Linked DNA regions of Mus musculus: all the other regions are linked to region 1. The links are chromatin contacts, called in public HiCAR-type and promoter capture Hi-C maps. All regions are on one chromosome and are shown on one strand. The core of a region is the stretch at or near the end of the contact, and the rest is flanking DNA. Distances in the headings are between cores, read along the strand shown. Region 1 holds the start of Trim24 (tripartite motif-containing 24). Region 2 holds the start of Agk (acylglycerol kinase). Region 3 holds the start of Wdr91 (WD repeat domain 91). Region 4 holds the start of Ssbp1 (single-stranded DNA binding protein 1). Region 5 holds the start of 1810058I24Rik (RIKEN cDNA 1810058I24 gene). Region 6 holds the start of Cnot4 (CCR4-NOT transcription complex, subunit 4).

Region 1 (2,700 bases), core at 127-2,626:
CACAAAACCCAAGAAGCAAGAGAAAAAAGATTTCCCTTCCTCAGTTACTTCGCATTTTAAAGACGTCAATTTGCCCAAATATTTGCAATATTAAAAGTTAAAAACTTCAAGTGTTCTCCCAGAAATAATTACTGCACTTCAAATCACTTTCAACGATTTAAACCTGGTAACATAAGCAAAGGAAACTACCTGTCAAAAACTAATTACCCAATAACACCACAAAAGAGAAAGTAACTTCCAACTACGGCATACAAAACACTTTGGAAGTCTATTTACTTTCTATCGTTTATCGAATCGCTCGAAATAAAATCTCCGAAAGCAGCAGACAACAAAACAACTTATCCCGGTTCCTTTGTCCCCTACGGAGGGGACAGAGAGGGAACTCATTAAGGTAAAAAGCCCGGAACGCACAAGATTCGAAACAGACGGCAGCCAATCTGCAATCAATCATCAAAGAAAATCCCCATCACTTCATCTCCATCCCTTCCTCCCCCCTCCGGCTCGCATAACCCGGGTGTACACGAGCTGATCCAGATCATATGCACCCGGACAAAGCTTTGCGGAGGAGCAGAGAGCAGCTAACTCGCCACAACCGTCAGAGCTCTGCAAAAGTGAGGGACCGCCGAGTCGCTCAGCCGGCGCGGGCCCATTTCACCCCCTCCCCAGCCGCGTGACAGCGGGTCGCGCCCGCCACCTCGCGGGCCCCTCTCACCTTGGGTGGCGAATGGCGAAGGACCACCGGCCGGGGAGCCCGGGGCGGGGGCGGGGGCGGGAGCGGGTGGAGGGGTCTCTGCCGAGCCCAGCGCGGGCGCCGTCAGCATGAGATAGCGCTGCGGCGCGGGCAAACAGCGCTGGCAGAACGAGTGCAGGCAGGGCAGCAGCTTGGGCACCCGGCTCTGGATGTTCTGGTGGCACACGGCGCAAGTGTCCAACAGGTTGAGCCGGGACGCCTCGCCGCCGCTCTCCGAGTCCGGGCCCTGCCGGCTCTCGGCCTCATTCTCCCCGCTCGGCGCCGCCGCTGCGGGGCCTCCGGCCGGAGCCGCTGCCGCCGCCGCCTTCTCCACAGCCACCTCCATTGTCCTGCGGCCGCCGCCGGGGAAGCGGGAGCGCGCTCACCGCCCGCCGCCCCCGACGACCTCCGCAGCCGCCGCCGCCTCCCGCTTCTCCGAGGCCGAACGGACTCGCGGAGGGAGCACAGGGAGGAAGCCACCTCCCGAGTGGCGCGGCCGGAAGACGCGGAGCTGTCAACGGGGACCGGTTCCCGCACCGCGACGCCGCCGCGCGGGCCGATAGGCAAACCGCCACCGAGACGCTCGATTCCGCCCAGCGCGCCCGCCCGTGCCTAGCAGCCTTTCTCTCGGGCCCCTTGGACCACCGCGGGCCCCGCCCCCACCTCCCTCTCCCAGCAACCGCGGCGACTGCGAGCCGAGCGCCATCCAATGACCGCCGCGCCTGCCCAGGGGGCGGGGTCTGCAGAAGCCCGCGAGGCTCGGACGGCCCCCGCGGGAGGTTGGGAGTGGGCGGGGCTAGCCCCGCCGGACGCGAGGACCGCGGCCGCTGATTGGCTCGCTGTGTGTGTGTCTCTCTTCTGTAGATTGTAAAGGAATCATTTGTTAAGGAGCCAGAGCAGGCATCGGGTTCCGCCCGCCGCTATGGCCCCGCCCAAGGGGCGGGGGCTCTGCCCAGTCTACCCAGCCTGATTAATTAAGAAACTGCTTGGAAAACTGCTTTTACTACTGGAGACTTAAATGGGTAAAGGAGTAAGATCGTGGGAGGGCCACGGGAGGATGAAGAAGTAAGTTACGTGCAAACGAGAAGAGACCCAAAACCGGGTTGTATGAGCCCACATTGTGTGAAAGGGGGAGTGTGCAGGCAGCTTTACTCTTTTTGTGGCCTGAATTTATCTCTGTGATGAATTAATGAGAATGATGTAAAGGGGGAGAAATTACAAATTTGTCGGAACTTTAAAAGACCTCAATGGAAAAGGGTGAAATTAATTTTGCTTCTTAAATGAATAAAAGCAGTTAATTTTTTTGAGGACTAAATAAATGATCTGCAAGTGTCCATAGTACCTGAATATTAAACTCTTAAAAAAAAAAAAAAGGCAGACGTGGTAGCACACACCTATACTAATACTCCAGAGGCAAAGGCAGGAAAATCACTACAAATTCAAAGTTATTCTAGGTTTTAGTCAGTGTAAAAGCCTGTCTCAAAAGGGGGGGGGGGGACCTCAATTCTGGTTTTAGAGTTTCAGTATTATATTTCATGTCTTCCTTCTCCCGTGCTTGTTACCGGAAATTCTGGGGAGTCCCATGGGAAGTGCCACCTGTTACTAGGGAAATCAGAGTCCCCTCTTGAGGTTCTTAGTCTCATTAATAAAAGAATTTAAGAAGAGCCTCAAAAGAAGCTGGAGGAAATTTTATTAGAGTTTAAAAGAAAAGAAAGAAAAAAACCAATGCAGGCAAGCTGTAAATCTCAGCAGCTGCCCAGAGGAAGATGGAGAAGTGGAAGAGATGCCATGCCATTTGTGTTAAACAGCCACATGGTTACAGCAGCCACATGGAGGGGAGCTTTAGAGAAAGAGTAAGGAAGCCGAAACTATCAGAGACTGTGTATTAGGCTAACACCCAAAAGAAAAGAGAAGACAAAGAGAAGGTTGGGAGTTTCTGAGACAGAATAGACAGAAATCCTGGAGAATCT
Region 2 (2,737 bases), core at 108-2,607, 2.5 Mb before region 1:
CACTAAGGTCTTTGGATATTATGTTTAAAACAATATTATGTTTAAAACTTGAGATTTTTTTTTTTTAGCAGATGAATAACAATCACATTTGAGGTGCAGAATATAAAACAGACTGCCAGAACCTGAAAGTAAATCTAAAAGGAGCCATTCGAGGGGTGACTGCCACAAATTCTAGACAAGAGTCAACAAATGATTTGGAGGTCTTTATGAAATAGAAATGGGCAGGGCTTGATGATCAACTGATTGCAAGAGGTGAAGGACGAGGAAACGGAGCCAGGTTTTGTGCTTGGGCAACGGATTGTTAAGTGATTTCAAGGCTTTGGATTTACATTGTAGGTTTGTGGGGAAACAGTGTGCAGTTAAGGAGACTCTAGACTGTTCCACCTGCTGGAAGGCTGGAACATCACCCAAGTAGAGAGGGGCATGGAACGAATATCGGACAGTCGACAACACTCTGAGTGGACTGTCTTTTTAAAAAGCCACGCCCACCCTGTCTTAAATGCTTTCTATATTATTAAAAGATGAGGGAAATATGCAGGCAGCCTAGTGTGCAAAGAGGACTGGCCAAGGTGCTTAACGAAATCCTAGCTTTGTCGTTTACAGATGGTGAGACCCTGGATAAGTCAATTAACATTTTCCCTAGAGAAAAAGGGAAACACCATTAATTTTTGCAGTGAAGCAGTTGTGAATAAAATCTGTATTTGTCTTCACAATCTGTAATACATTCAGTGTATATTCCCTTCTCAGTAGCCAAAATTTTCATTCTCACTAATGTCAGTTAAAAATCTCAAATTTTATGCCTAAATTAACATATCTTTGCCTTCCAAACAGGCTTTCCCCAAACCCAAAAACTCTCAAATTCTGACCCTCTTCTGACAAGAAAAGTAGGGGTTTTCTCACTAAAGAGCTTTTTAGAACAGATTCTAGTCATCCACATCTGCAGAACCTAATAAATAGAACGAATGAACCGACCCACCCTTTAGGGTTCAAATATTACTGGCCCCGTTTTTTTGTTCCGGAGTACCCCACAGCCCAAGGTGGGAAGTAGCTGAGGGGTTCACAGGTTAGGGACGGCTCTGGGACTCGAACCGGCACACCTGACTCGCAGGGACAACGGGCGTGCACGCCATGCTGGCCCGGCCCAATCTCCCCTCCTCCCGCCCCACCGCAGTCAGCAACCGCGTGGCCGATCCCCGGACGCCAGGCGGGTTCCCCGGACGCTCTGCTCAACGCAGCCACCAGCGGCTGCGCTCCACACCCTGACAACACACATCCCGCGGCCCTAGCTTGCTCCCCGAACTCACCGCTGCCCGCCGCTCAGCGCCCGGCCTTTCCTGTGTGCTCTCACAAAACTCTCCCTCTCTTTTCAGGGAAACCGCTCCCTCTGCTCTCGGGTTCCGACGCGGAGCAGCGCGAGCCAGGCGGGGGCGAGCCCTCCCGTGACCTAGGGATGGGCTCGCAGCAGCCACCGCCCTCCCTTCCCTTTCTCTCACATTACTTGTTCATTCAATCTTTCATCTATCCATCTGTCGCCAGCCAGTCGTTTCTGGAAAGTTCACAATACATAATAAGAACAGTTTTACGATTTGGAACTAAATCAGAAAGTAATTAAATGGCTAAGGCATAGTGGTAAATGAAACAAAATAAAACAAAACCCAGCGACAGGGCGGGAGATGAGGAGGCACTGTGTTAAATTAACGAGCGGAAGTTTGAGCTCCAGAGAGCAGGAAGATGATGATCAGGTCTGGATGCACGGAAGAGCAGGGTGGGGTGGGAGTGGGGCTGAGGCTGGGGAAATCAGGCACAAAATCACAGAACCCTTAGGCCTGTGTGCTGGAGGCAGAAAGAGCTATGAGAAAAGGGAGCCATGCAGCAGGAGAGCCCACAGGGGTGTTGGACAACAGAAAAATGTGTCTTGTTAAAATATAAAGATCGCTGGGCTGAAGATGAAGGGCAGGTGCAGAGAAGCTTCCTGTTAGCTGCCTTACACCAAGGCAGTTACAAAAACTTTTTATCTTGCCACCTTTCACTGCGAGGAAGATGTCAACAAAATAAAACAGATTTTGCTGCAAAGAGGACTCTTAGAAGTCTGCCCTGAGGGCACAACATTGCTGTCTTAAATGGGAACAGTTTTTCAGTAGGAACATCTTCAAATGGGAACTCGCCTGAGATGTCCCAAGACTGGATCCACTAATATTTGATCTCTAGGGACTCCCATCTTCCACAAGATGTACAAGCAATTAAAGGTTACTGGGCCAGAGGGGCTGAGGAGTGTTGAGGGAACTTCTTCACTGGTATTGCCTCCTCTAAGTTGCTCATGTTCCTATAGGTAATTCCTCACTACCCCAATCAAATTCATGGATCCACAAATCTAGACTTTAGTGGAATCATTTCTTCGGGGTCTGTTCCTGTCACTATCTGGAGAAAATAGACATTTCTTCACTGCTGTCTCCCTAGGAAACAGGAAATAAATGTATTCTGAGCCAAGTATGAATGGCAATGGTTTTGGAACACAGATTCAAGTTGCCCTGAATGACACGTTCCACCGTAGAATAGGTTAGTTGGACACTTATGAATCAGAAAATAAAATAAAGCCATGAGCCCATTTGTCTTAGTCAGGGTTTCTATTCCCGAACAAACATGACCAAGAAGCAGTTGGGGAGGAAAGGGTTTATTCAGCTTACACTTCCATATTGCTGTTCATCATCAAAGGAAGTCAGGACTGGAACTCAGACAG
Region 3 (2,700 bases), core at 92-2,591, 3.0 Mb after region 1:
TTTTTTTGGTGTTTTTGAGACAGGGTTTCTCTGTGTAGTCCTGGCTGTCCTGGAACTCACTTTGTAGACCAGGCTGGCCTCGAACTCAGAAATCCGCCTGCCTCTGCCTCCCGAGTGTTGGGATTAAAGGCGTGCACCACCATGCCCGGCTTTTTTTTTTTTTTTTTAATTAAGAATGGCTGGCCTTGAACTCACAGAGACCTGCCTAGCTCTGTCTCCAGAGTATACACCACCACGCCTGGTCTTCATGCACTATCTTATCAAATCGTCATTATGACTGTGCCTGGTGGACATTATCAGTGCTCTCTCAAAGATGAAGAAATAAGGCAAAATGTGTATGTATGCCTTGTAAAAACTTCAAATAATTTTCTAAACAAGAAAAAGAAAGAAGGCAAAAGGAACTGGAAGTCCTTCAGAGAATAAAATATAGGTTGTTTTACAATTTTCCTGAGTTTAAAAACTGTTCACAAAACCACAATTAATTGAAAAAACTAACAAGAAACTGGGACCATAGGTCACACCCTTCTGAAACTTGCCTTTTTTAAAATTTCTCTAAGTGGTACATCTTGGTTGGTATAGTTTACCCTTCTTACTCAGGAACTCAGGGCTAGACAGGACTGGTGGTGGGGATTTTTTTTTTATTGCAAGTTCAAGATCTGTGTGGTCAATTTAGTGAGACTGTGACAAAACCCAAAAGCAGCTCAGCGGTAGGGTGCTTGCCTAGCGTGTGTGAGGCCCTGGCCAAAAAAGAAGGAAAAGAAAAGAAAAGAAAAGAAAAGAAAAGAAAAGAAAAGAAAAGAAAGGAAAGGAAAGGAAAGGAAAGGAAAGGAAAGGAAAAGAAAAGAAAAGAAAAGAAAAGAAAAGAAAAGAAAAGAAAAGAAAAGAGGTCCAAGCTGGACTTTTATGAGTTGACTTCACACTGGCCACTTTACCTGTTGGGGCTCGAGTTTTCTCCTTTTGTAAGAGGAGGATAGAGGACAAAAGATTCTGCAGTGTCATGCCAATAAGCTGGGAACATCACTCCCTCCCCGCCCTGTGAATATGTGGAAGGTTCGCAAGGTCCAGCTTTACTTTACTTGGATCGAGGCATCAGTGTTAGCAACTCAGGACACACTCTGTATCACCAGAAAACTTCAGCAAGCCGAGACGCCCGGGAGCTGGCTGAGAGTAGGGAGGGGCGGGGCTACAGGGGGAGATGGGCGGGGCGCCTGCGGGGCGGGGCGGAGCGCAAGGTTGGTAGGTTGGGCGTGGCGTGACGTACGAGGCGCCCGAGATAGGCTCCGCCCCGTCGCTCCAAGCCCCGCCCCTCCGCCCTGAGCGGCTCGGGTCTTTTGCAGCGCGCGCGCGCAGCGATGGCGGAGGCGGTGGAGCGCACAGACGAGCTGGTCCGGGAGTACCTGCTCTTCCGTGGCTTCACGCACACACTGCGGCAGCTGGATGCGGAGATCAAGGCGGACAAAGAGAAGGGGTTCCGGGTGAGGGGTCGGCAGGGGCGGCGGAGGCGGCTCGGGGGGCGGGCCTCCTGCTCCAACCCTGCCCTCCGGGGCGAGGGCGGCGCTGTCACTGCATGGTAGGGGACTGAAGGCGTCTCCGGTCTGGCCCTCGCTTGACATAGGAGGAACTGAGGGCCGGAGATGGTCGTGACATGCCCGAAGTTGCTCAGTGAGTGAGTCAGGAGCATCGGGACTCAGGTCCCTGGTTCCCGGTACAGGGCTTCACTCCATGCCAGCCTCTCAGCAGGTGCTAGCCAATGGCTGGCCGGCGTGGTTACAACACTTTAAGAGCCATGGTTGAGCGCAAGTCTGAATTTTGATGGAAGAAGCGGGAGCAAAGGGGGCTGCGCCCAGAAGACTGGGTTCAGGTCTGGGAGGTAGATTGTAAGAATGGCATCAGGGAATCATTGGAAGATTCCCTTCTGCTTTGAAGCACAAAGTTCTCTGATACTAGTTTCCACTGAGAGGCGCTTGGGATTTCTTTGCTTATGATTTGTATGTTTGCACGTACAGAGTTAAATTGGTCTTGGGCAGATGGATTGAGGGAGGTGGTGAGCTAGTTGTTGGCGCATCAGAAGGAAGTTAGGATATTGGTTTCTACCTTTCGAGTTTATTGGTTGCTTGGTGGCAAAGCAAAGCATTTCCCTACTCCAGACAGCAGTGGTATTCAAAACACTGTCATGGTGTGATTGTCTTTGACTGAAGGCAGCAGCCACTGAGGCTCAGGTGGGACTCTGATGACCCGCAGGGAGCCAGTAATCACTGTGTCTCTTGGAATTCAGAAACTGTGGAGCTGGGACGAGGACCCTGGCAATTGTCTCTGGCTCATTGGCTCTTACTTATTTTTACAGTGTGAGGCAATCAAGACTGCTGTTGAAGTGACATTGCCAAGTTGGTCAAGGAGACTCAACACCTGGAGCCAAAGCTCTTGCTTTCTGGAATTTCCGAGCTTGCCAGAGCACCAAGTCCTGTATCTAGCATGAGAAAATAACTTGAAAGCTAGTATGCTAACATATCTTGGGGATTTTATAGATTGCCAACTGGACTATATGTTTTTACATCTGGGAGCCATAGGAAGAAGATGAAACTATACGATGTATAGTGAGGTGAGAATTTCCTTCTGTCTGTCTCCCCTCAGGTGGACAAGATTGTGGACCAGCTGCAACAGTTGATGCAGGTTTACGACTTGGCTGCCCTTCGGGATTAT
Region 4 (2,700 bases), core at 106-2,605, 2.6 Mb before region 1:
CTGGCTAGAGTAGAGGACACCCGACTAGATTGCAGAATGGTCATGAATTTGTGGCAAGAAGTGAGCTCTGCTCTCTGGATAGCAAGATGGGAGTGGGGAGGAGAGGGGCCAGAAGGTCATAAAAGACCAGAGCCATATGGGACAAGGTTAGAAGAAATCAGGTGCGATGGGGCAGGCCTGAAATACCATCGGTGACAAAGTAGAAGCAGGAGGAGGAAGGTTCTTGGTCATCTCAGCCTAACAGTGAGTCTCAAGATAGTCTTAACTATGAGTGGCTGTCTCAAAAACAGCAAAACAAAAATGATAATAATAACTTACATAATTAAATGAATACTCTGATCTAAGCACTGGTAACAAATATTTACTAAATTAAATTCATGAGGTGTACTACATATGCGAATACACTTTAAAAATCATTTTTGATTCAGTAAACATTATGAGCTTCACACACACATAAACACACACACACACAAAATCCCTTCTGAATCTCCCACATCAAATAAACACATAGAACACGCTGGATAGGCGTAAGAATCTCGTGCTTATGTATGCAAAATCGAAAAGCAACAAAACAAAACATGGCTATAGACTATGGAAACACGGTTGGAGCACTCACTAATGTAGAAAAGTGACTACCTGTAACACAGGTCTTCGAAACATGGCTTCTGTTTTTCTTACAACCTAATCTTTAGGCTTTTCCTAAAGGAAAGAAAGAAAAGAGAAAAATGATAAATCAAGAAACTACAGTATCCATCAAGAACACACATGCTCTCTAGTCCTAAATCCTAAGCGCGTCCAGCTTCTCGTGCACCCAATTTGCAACCGCATTTTTTGCACGTGTGGGGAGTTCCTTTCTTTTTGAAAACAAAAACTGAGCGAGACAAAAGAAACTCTGTGGTTCTGGGTCTCAACCAGCAGAAAAGAGGGGAAAAACCTGTTCTCACTTGCAATCCATTGTCTGCTAGATTTCTTTACAATAGAAGTTGTCTCGGACATTTTTTTTTCCAACTTGTTCTGTTATTCTAGACCCCTAAAACTGTCTCTACAAACAGTGCGGGCACAGTAAACGCTACTCCGAAAGGACGCAAATCAGTGCCTTCGTCCCCGTTAGCGCTGAGTAAGCCCGGCTCCCCAGCCTCGCCGCGGGGGCAAGAGGCTGCTCTTCCCCCAAAGTGGCGCTCGCGAGCAGCACAGGGAACGGCGGGGGACACTCGGACTCCAGCGAGGAGCCGCACAACTCCTCCCGAGCCCCGCACGCGCCCGTGCACTCGGGAAACACAACTTCGTGCCAGCCTTCTCCCCTCCCTCACCGGACACGCAGAGCCCGACCGCCAGCGGCTCGCTTCCGGCGCACGGAGCCCGCAAAGCTCGCGAGATGCAAGGAAAGACAGGAAATCTCTGAAGTGCGTCGTTGAAATGCCGCCGGCTGATGTCGCCGGAAACACGACCCCTCAATTTAGAAGTGCCAGGAACTTCTGTCCAGGCGGAAGTGGGCGGATCAACGATGCCACCTGTGGGTAGTTTTACGATTTTGGTTTTGTTTTTTTGTTGTTTGGTTTGGTTTAGTTTGGTTGTTGGGGTTTTTTGTTTTGTTTTGTTTTTCCTGATCTCCACCCTCGCTCCGGTAGTGGCCCCGCACTGGCTAACCAAACTCTGGCCAGAACTCTATTCCCAGCCCTAAATTGAAATTATTTGATGTTCCCAGCCTGGGAAAGGGAGTGAGGTAGGTGAAATAAAACATATTTGAGCCCCTGGAGGAACTAAAACCGACACAAGTCTCCTAATGCAGTAAGACTGAAGAATTAATTGCTGTCAAAACCTCGGTGATCTAGATATGTTAACATGTTAAGTCAAAAAATTCAAGAAACACGTGAGGAGCAAAATTTTTAACATCTTTATTAAGTACCGGTCCCAAACTGTGCCTAAGGCACAAGAGAAATGCGCCCTTATATTATGTATTTGTATATATGTTTTCCCTAAAACATTAAAAGTTTATGAAATTCCAAAACATTTTGAAGAAGTGTTAAAAGTCAAAACGTTGCTTTATTTTAAAGCAAAGTGTAATTAAGATTTTACTTTTATAGAAAGAAACTGATCAGTATTTTTTAGATTTTTTTTTTTCATTTTGTGTTTCAATTCTACATCTTTGGCAGTTATTCTAGATGGAAAAGCTTAAAAGAAAGAAAGAGAGAGAGAGAGAGAGAGAGAGAGAGAGAGAGAGAGAGAGAGAAAGAGAAAAGAAAAAAGACACTGTCTCGCTGTGTATCCCTGGCTGGCCTGAAACTTGGATCTCATGTAGACCAGACCAGGCTTGTCTCTAACTCCCAGAGATTCCCCTTGCTGCATCTACCTCCCTAGTGCTGTGATTAAAGGCATGTGCCATCACATCCAGCACTCAGTGACAGTCTTAAACAATCTCAAGTAACTTAAGCTTGTTGATCTTGTATTTGGTAATATCATGTTCATAGTAAAATTTCTTAGTTTTAACATTTCCAAAATACTGCATTGAGACATCTTTTCTTTTGATTGCTGACTTTCTTTTGCTCCTCTAAATCCTATGTTGTTTACCCTAATCCTGGCCCTAGTGAAGTAACGCACTTATGAATCCTACAAATTAAGGAACCCAAGGCAACAAGATTCAGTGGGGCTCCAGTGTTAGACAGAAGGGAACTCCAAACCATTCAAACAGACACACTGCCT
Region 5 (2,700 bases), core at 90-2,589, 2.6 Mb after region 1:
TGTAAAAAGCAAGATTTGCAGAAACTAGCAGTGTTTGACCAAGTTCCACAAGAGGAAAGTTGATTCCATCTCTGTACATCTGATTCCACTTTTCCCAACAAAAGCAATGAAGAGGAGACAGACCCAGGGCAAGAGAAGGAACATCAGTTACATCCTAGCTAAGCATCTAATGGTCGGCTTCAGCATCTCTCCATAAATGTTGAAAATTTTGAATTTTCCAATCAAAACCCATGTTTAAGTACAGAGCGCTAGTCCCGCACCAGGTAGCCTCATTCAGCAAAGCACTTAAAAGGTTAAGTGTAATCGATTTAATGTTCTCCCTGCTTATCAATGAACAGCAAATGCAGTGGAAGGGCCAATCCTATCACCTTACACTAGCTGGCTGATGCTGCTTTTAAAAGTGATTCCTAACAAGTAAATTACTGCTAATTACTCCTACCTCCTAAACTAAGGCCTAGTTAGGACACTAGAGAAACCCCAGAGGCAACTGAGTCTTTGTAGGGCAGTTTTATGTAAACAATACTCATTCTCGGAGCACCAGGTAGCCACTGACCGTGGGAAAGAAAGAAGATATCTGCTTTATTAGAATTCGAAGATGAAACGCTTTCATCTGAAAGTGTTTGAAAACTTTCATCTGAAAATTTGACTGGCAAGTTTCCTAGAATCCTCAACAGGCAATTTTAGAAATACTTGATTTTTGCCAGAAAAACGTGTTAACTCAAAAAGGAGACTTGAAAGGGTGTGGGGAGGGGCAGGTTTTTACAAGAGTTACTCGCAGGGCAGTCTGACTCACTCCTCAAAGCGGGCAATCTGTAAAGGTCTGAAGAGGGAGGGCACTGTGGATCTCTCGCTGCGACCTCGTGATGTGGCTGACTAATGCACGGCGTGTGAAAGGCACTCTGAGGCCTCAAATAAGCCGTATATAATAGATGGGGGTCTACGGGAAGTCGCGTGGAGAGGACAGGAGCCAAGTCATCTTGATGACTCCTCCGACCCAACTTACCGCGAAGATTTCGCCAAGAGCTCACAGTAAGTGGTTTTTTGAAAACGCAGTCATATCACTGACACCCCAAAGTTTTCGGAACTTGAAGGACTACATATAAACAAACCCAGGCAAAGACCCAAGGACTTAGGAGGAGGCCAGAGGAAAACTGCGCGAGCAAACCCGAGGGCGACGAGCCCCAACTGCAGAGCCGTGCACCGCCGACCCGGGACCCCGGGGGAACGAGGCGACCGCGAGGCCCGATCCTCCGAGGCCCCACTCACCAGGAACTGGAGCATGATGTCGGTGGGGAGGGCGAGGAGGGTGTGAGAGGTGCTCCAGCTCCAGCTCGGCTCCGGGACTCCTCCCCGGCGCGAGGGCGGAACCCGCTGCCAGGTTCCGGTTTACGCCCCGCCCCGCCCTGCCCCGCCCTCTCCATTCCCGGAAGCGACTCGCGGAGCCGCAGCGCCCTCTGACGGCCATCTCGGGAAGCAAGAGGGCGAGGTGCAAACCTAGGCCTCTTTGAACCAAAGCCTCCGGGTGACAAGGACGCTGGCAATTGTATTAATACAGTCAGACGTGGCTGTGTTACCTACTAAACCAGGGTGGGGGTGAGGTAGCGGGTGCCATGCCAAGTGAACAACTCACTCTCCTGGGAGCCTTTATGAAGTCCACACTAATCTCCACCACAGCCGACTCTCAGACGAAAAGGGGGAAAAGGTTCCATTTCACAAAAGCCCACAAGTGTGCTATGCAGCCTAGTTAAGGGTAGTCCTCAGCCACGTGATAGATGATGGAGAGAGGTCTGCGGAGTCTGGCACGACTGGATCCAAGTAGCGATTGCTGGCAGCCACCAGCAACCTATCTGAAGTTTACTTCCTCCTCAAGTGGAGCGCGAATCATCTACCATGCAGGAGCCAAAGATGAATCCACTCTTGTCCGGTCGCGCTGCTGGTCACCCACATACACAAGCACATCGAAACCACCCTTCTCATGTTGCTCTCAGTCTTTGGAATTGACCTTTATCTAGTTAAGGGGTACTCTGGCTTCAAATAACAGAAAAACAAATCAGCTGCGCCTAGTGGGGCTGTTAACCCTGGGACAATGGCAGAGGACTACTTAACATATCAAAGTGGACCTGGCCTCCTGGTCCTCGCCAGCATCCCTCAGTCCCGGCCTGTTACAGGGTGTGGCTGGCACATGCAGCCCTCTACCCTAAACTCACCAGTTCAGGGGCTGGGCTGCTTTTCCCGATGAGGCTTTTCCCTATATAATCCAGCCATTTTGGTTACCTGAACTGTGATGGTTTACATATGCTCGTCCCAGGGAGTGGCACTATTAGAAGGTGTGGCCTTGTTGGAGGAAATGTGTCACTGTGGGGATGGACTTGGAAATCTTCCTCCTAGCAGCTTGAGGATGCTCTCTGGCTTCCTTCAGATGAAGATGTAGAACTCTCAGCTCTGCCAGCACCATGCCTGCCTGGATACTGCCATGCTTCCACTTTGGTGACAATGGACTGAAACTCTGAACCTGTAAGCCAGCCCCAATTAAATGTTGTCATTTCTAAGAGTTGTCTTGGTCATGGTGTCTCCTCACAAAAGTAAAACCCTAACCAAGACCCGAACCTTTTGTTCCTTTGCCCTTTGGGCCCCTGTATCTCATTCTGCTGCCTCTCCCCTCCTCAAAAGAGGAAAATATCTCTCTCTCTCTCTCTCTCT
Region 6 (2,738 bases), core at 122-2,621, 2.7 Mb after region 1:
CCCCCCAACATTTCCTCTCTCTTACACCAAAGAAACTGGTCTGGTTGCCTTTTTTGTGGTTTTTTTTTTTTTTTTTCTGCCTCTAGACATGGTTTGTAGACCAAGCTGGCCTTGAACTCAAAGAGATACACCTGCCTCTGCTTTCAGAGTCCTGGCTTGTGTCACCACGTCCAGCGAGACTGAGACTTTAAAACTTCAATTTCTTTCCTTACATTTCCCTTTTCTGTTTTAAATCCTCCCCTTAAACCTTTTGCTTTCAGGCCTCAAGTGTGCCAGACTAGCGCCCTACCACTGTGTGACATCCACAGTCCCATCCTACGTATTTTAATCCTGGATTTGAAAACTTGGTTCCTTTCACTTCTCCAAACCCCACTACATGCACACACCCTAGAATGGGGACAGATTTGTGTTTTTGGTCTCTGTTGTATGCTCCCAGCATATGGCACTGAACTGGGTACCAAGGAGCTCAGCACTTATATGAATAGATGAAGAATATAGGCAATAAACAGAATCGACCGCTCCAGGAGCGCCACTTACACCAGAGTTCTGGGAGGCAACCCGGGAAGTTCAGTAAATTGATTTTGTTATTTAGAATTTCTCGGTGCTCGAACCGGCTGCGGTTGTATTATGTCCTTTGAGACGTGTTTACTTGTGCAGTTTGCGAACCTGACGCACACTTCTGTGCAGGCTGGAAGAGTTCTGTGCAGCCAGCAACAGTTTGCAGGTAAGTCCACATGCTTTCACATCATCAGCAACTCATGCTACTCTGACTGCCCGCGTTCTCTTGAGAAATGTGCACATGGCAATTCAGGTATTTCTTCACTGGCGATTTTCCAGTAAGGAGGATGAGCTCAGCTGTACTGGTGGTAAAGGACGTGCAAAGACCGGGAAACGAATTAACGCTCACTTTTCCAAAAGTATCAACTCCCCACTCTAGATCAAATCCCGCGCTCTTGCAATGCTCAACCTGATTCTACCACCATACCGCCCCCGTCAGATACCTATCTATGGCGGGCGGGGCAGAAAAAGACACGTCCTAGCTTCCTCCGAATCAGTTAAGTTTCGTAGAATTTTGGTTTCCTACATTTCAGCTAACATTAGTGAAAACCGCCGACCACATGACACAGTAGCCACACACGCGGGCAGAAGAGGAAGCAAAACAAGAAGAAAGCCGGCGCTCCAGTAGCCACGTGAGGAACGAGTTCCCGAGCGCCTTCTCTAGTGATGACTTCAATTCCCGGCCTGCCCCGGGGCGGTTACTATCGGAGGACTACAACTCCCAGGGTGCAGTGGACCAGTCCGCCGCAACCTCCCACTCGCCCGCCTGCCGCTTGTCCCGCCCCTCCCCCGCCCCGCCCAGCCGGATCGGCATGCGCCTGCGCAGCGGAGGCCGGAGGAGTCTTACCCTAATGTAAGATGGTGGCCCGTCTAGCCGTGGAACCCACCGAAAGCTGAGAGTCTCTCTCTCAGCCGTAAAGGTCGGACTCACTGAAGCAGTCAGGCCCGGTTCTGAAGAGTTTTTTCGCCGACTCTCGTTCATTGGTCTCCTGTGAGGACTCGGCAACGCGTGGAGTCGGCTAAGAGAAAAGCGAGGCAAGGCAGGCGGGTGAGTGTCTGCGGGGCTGGGCTTAGGGGAAACCCGGCGCTGACCGGCTACGAGAGAGCGGAGGCTTCGCTGGGACTGTGCAGGCCGCACCCCCCTTTCTCCCCACCCCCCCACCCCCGCCCGCCTCGTCTTCACCCTCCTCCTCCTCCTCTGGCTGCCTCCTCCTCCTCTTCTTCCTCCCTCTCCCCTCTACGCCACAGCAGTTATCACCAGGAAAAGGCAGCCGGGTTGGAGGCAGCGCGGCAGCGAGCGCCGGCTCTCCTTGGAGAATTTCTTCAATTGAGAACCCAAGAGGGCTTCTCATCACCAGTTTTCCCCGCATTTTTCTGGCAACAGTATCCTTAGGTCTTGGTCCTCCTGTTTCCCCAGCCTCCTTTCCCCTCTGACGTCCTTTCCTACTGGCCCCGGTCTCCCAAGCCAGAGCCATCATTTCCACTCTGACGGGTGCTGCTGCTCACTGCCCACCCGTCCTGCTTGGTGGGCTTTTTTGCCCCTTTTTGCCCCATCCCTTCCAGAAAGGCTGCTCTGGATCTAGCCTCTGCTCCCCTCTGGTGCTTGCAGTCAGCCCCCAGTCTGTCTGCCAGACCCGAGTTGATTCCGATGTGCAAGTCTCCTTTAACCGCATCTGTCATCTTAAAGCCACCTCGTGAGTATCTAAATCATGTTGCTGCTCCGTTGCTCCGTATAACCCACCTGTTTCTTAACCTACTTGAGAATTGTCGGTTCCTTCCCTCTTTCCAATGCAGACTCTTTGAGCACACACTCCAGGATAGGGGAGATGATGCCCCGTGTTGTTCCTTGAAAAGTAAAGGAAGTTAGGAAGTGAATGAAGTGAGTGGGAGACTATTAACGTTAAGAGAAAAGAGCTTTCTTCGGGCTACTCGGGAAAGGAATGTTTTGCTTTTTTGATCTTTTTGTTGCTCATTTGCTATCCTTTTTTACCCCTCTTTTCATTTTCGACCTTCTCCGTGCTACTCAGCATTCTCCTGAATTGCCATTCCTCAGGACACTTGATGTTGTCTCTGATTATACCCATAAAGATCAGCTTAGAATTTCAAAACCAGGTGAATCTAGCGCGCACACACACACTTCATCCCCGAACACCACATGCAAATAAATACAGATGGTATTT

The links. Promoter capture Hi-C pulls out the DNA fragments that hold promoters and counts their contacts. HiCAR-type assays count read pairs that join an accessible place to other places.
Region 2: a contact with region 1 is called in a promoter capture Hi-C map of pre-B cells, with 8 times the contacts expected there. The contact joins the promoter of Agk here to the promoter of Trim24 in region 1.
Region 3: a promoter capture Hi-C map of liver shows a contact between it and region 1, with 5 times the contacts expected there. The contact joins the promoter of Wdr91 here to the promoter of Trim24 in region 1. A contact is called at or near these places in 2 of 39 promoter capture datasets (liver and pre-B cells).
Region 4: a contact with region 1 is called in a promoter capture Hi-C map of pre-B cells, with 5 times the contacts expected there. The contact joins the promoter of Ssbp1 here to the promoter of Trim24 in region 1. A contact is called at or near these places in 1 of 39 promoter capture datasets (pre-B cells) and 1 of 484 Hi-C or Micro-C datasets (CD4 T cells).
Region 5: a contact with region 1 is called in a HiCAR-type map of astrocytes, with 5 times the contacts expected there. The contact joins the promoter of 1810058I24Rik here to the promoter of Trim24 in region 1. A contact is called at or near these places in 2 of 39 promoter capture datasets (hippocampal neurons and liver) and 2 of 115 datasets of contacts at active chromatin or transcription factors (astrocytes and embryonic forebrain).
Region 6: a contact with region 1 is called in a promoter capture Hi-C map of pre-B cells, with 6 times the contacts expected there. The contact joins the promoter of Cnot4 here to the promoter of Trim24 in region 1. A contact is called at or near these places in 4 of 39 promoter capture datasets (hippocampal neurons, liver and pre-B cells) and 1 of 115 datasets of contacts at active chromatin or transcription factors (astrocytes).

What each region holds. Positions count from the first base shown.
Region 1 is chr6:37,869,487-37,872,186 of GRCm38.p6, reverse strand. It overlaps Trim24 (tripartite motif-containing 24), which reads right to left and starts at 1,376. Exons shown (of 19, transcript NM_145076.4): 1 at 713-1,376. The coding sequence starts at 1,076.
Region 2 is chr6:40,324,098-40,326,834 of GRCm38.p6, reverse strand. It overlaps Agk (acylglycerol kinase), which reads right to left and starts at 1,357. Exons shown (of 16, transcript NM_023538.2): 1 at 1,305-1,357.
Region 3 is chr6:34,909,472-34,912,171 of GRCm38.p6, reverse strand. It overlaps Wdr91 (WD repeat domain 91), which reads left to right and starts at 1,341. Exons shown (of 15, transcript NM_001013366.1): 1 at 1,341-1,475; 2 at 2,632-2,700. The coding sequence starts at 1,353.
Region 4 is chr6:40,470,070-40,472,769 of GRCm38.p6, reverse strand. Ssbp1 (single-stranded DNA binding protein 1) reads right to left here and starts at 1,355. Exons shown (of 6, transcript NM_028358.2): 1 at 1,311-1,355; 2 at 637-699. The coding sequence starts at 660.
Region 5 is chr6:35,251,349-35,254,048 of GRCm38.p6, reverse strand. It overlaps 1810058I24Rik (RIKEN cDNA 1810058I24 gene), which reads right to left and starts at 1,339. Exons shown (of 3, transcript NM_001384235.1): 1 at 1,267-1,339. The coding sequence starts at 1,281.
Region 6 is chr6:35,132,370-35,135,107 of GRCm38.p6, reverse strand. Cnot4 (CCR4-NOT transcription complex, subunit 4) reads left to right here and starts at 1,371. Exons shown (of 12, transcript NM_001164413.1): 1 at 1,371-1,606. Gm33046 (a long non-coding RNA gene) reads right to left here and starts at 1,577. Exons shown (of 5, transcript XR_868974.2): 1 at 1,406-1,577; 2 at 538-860.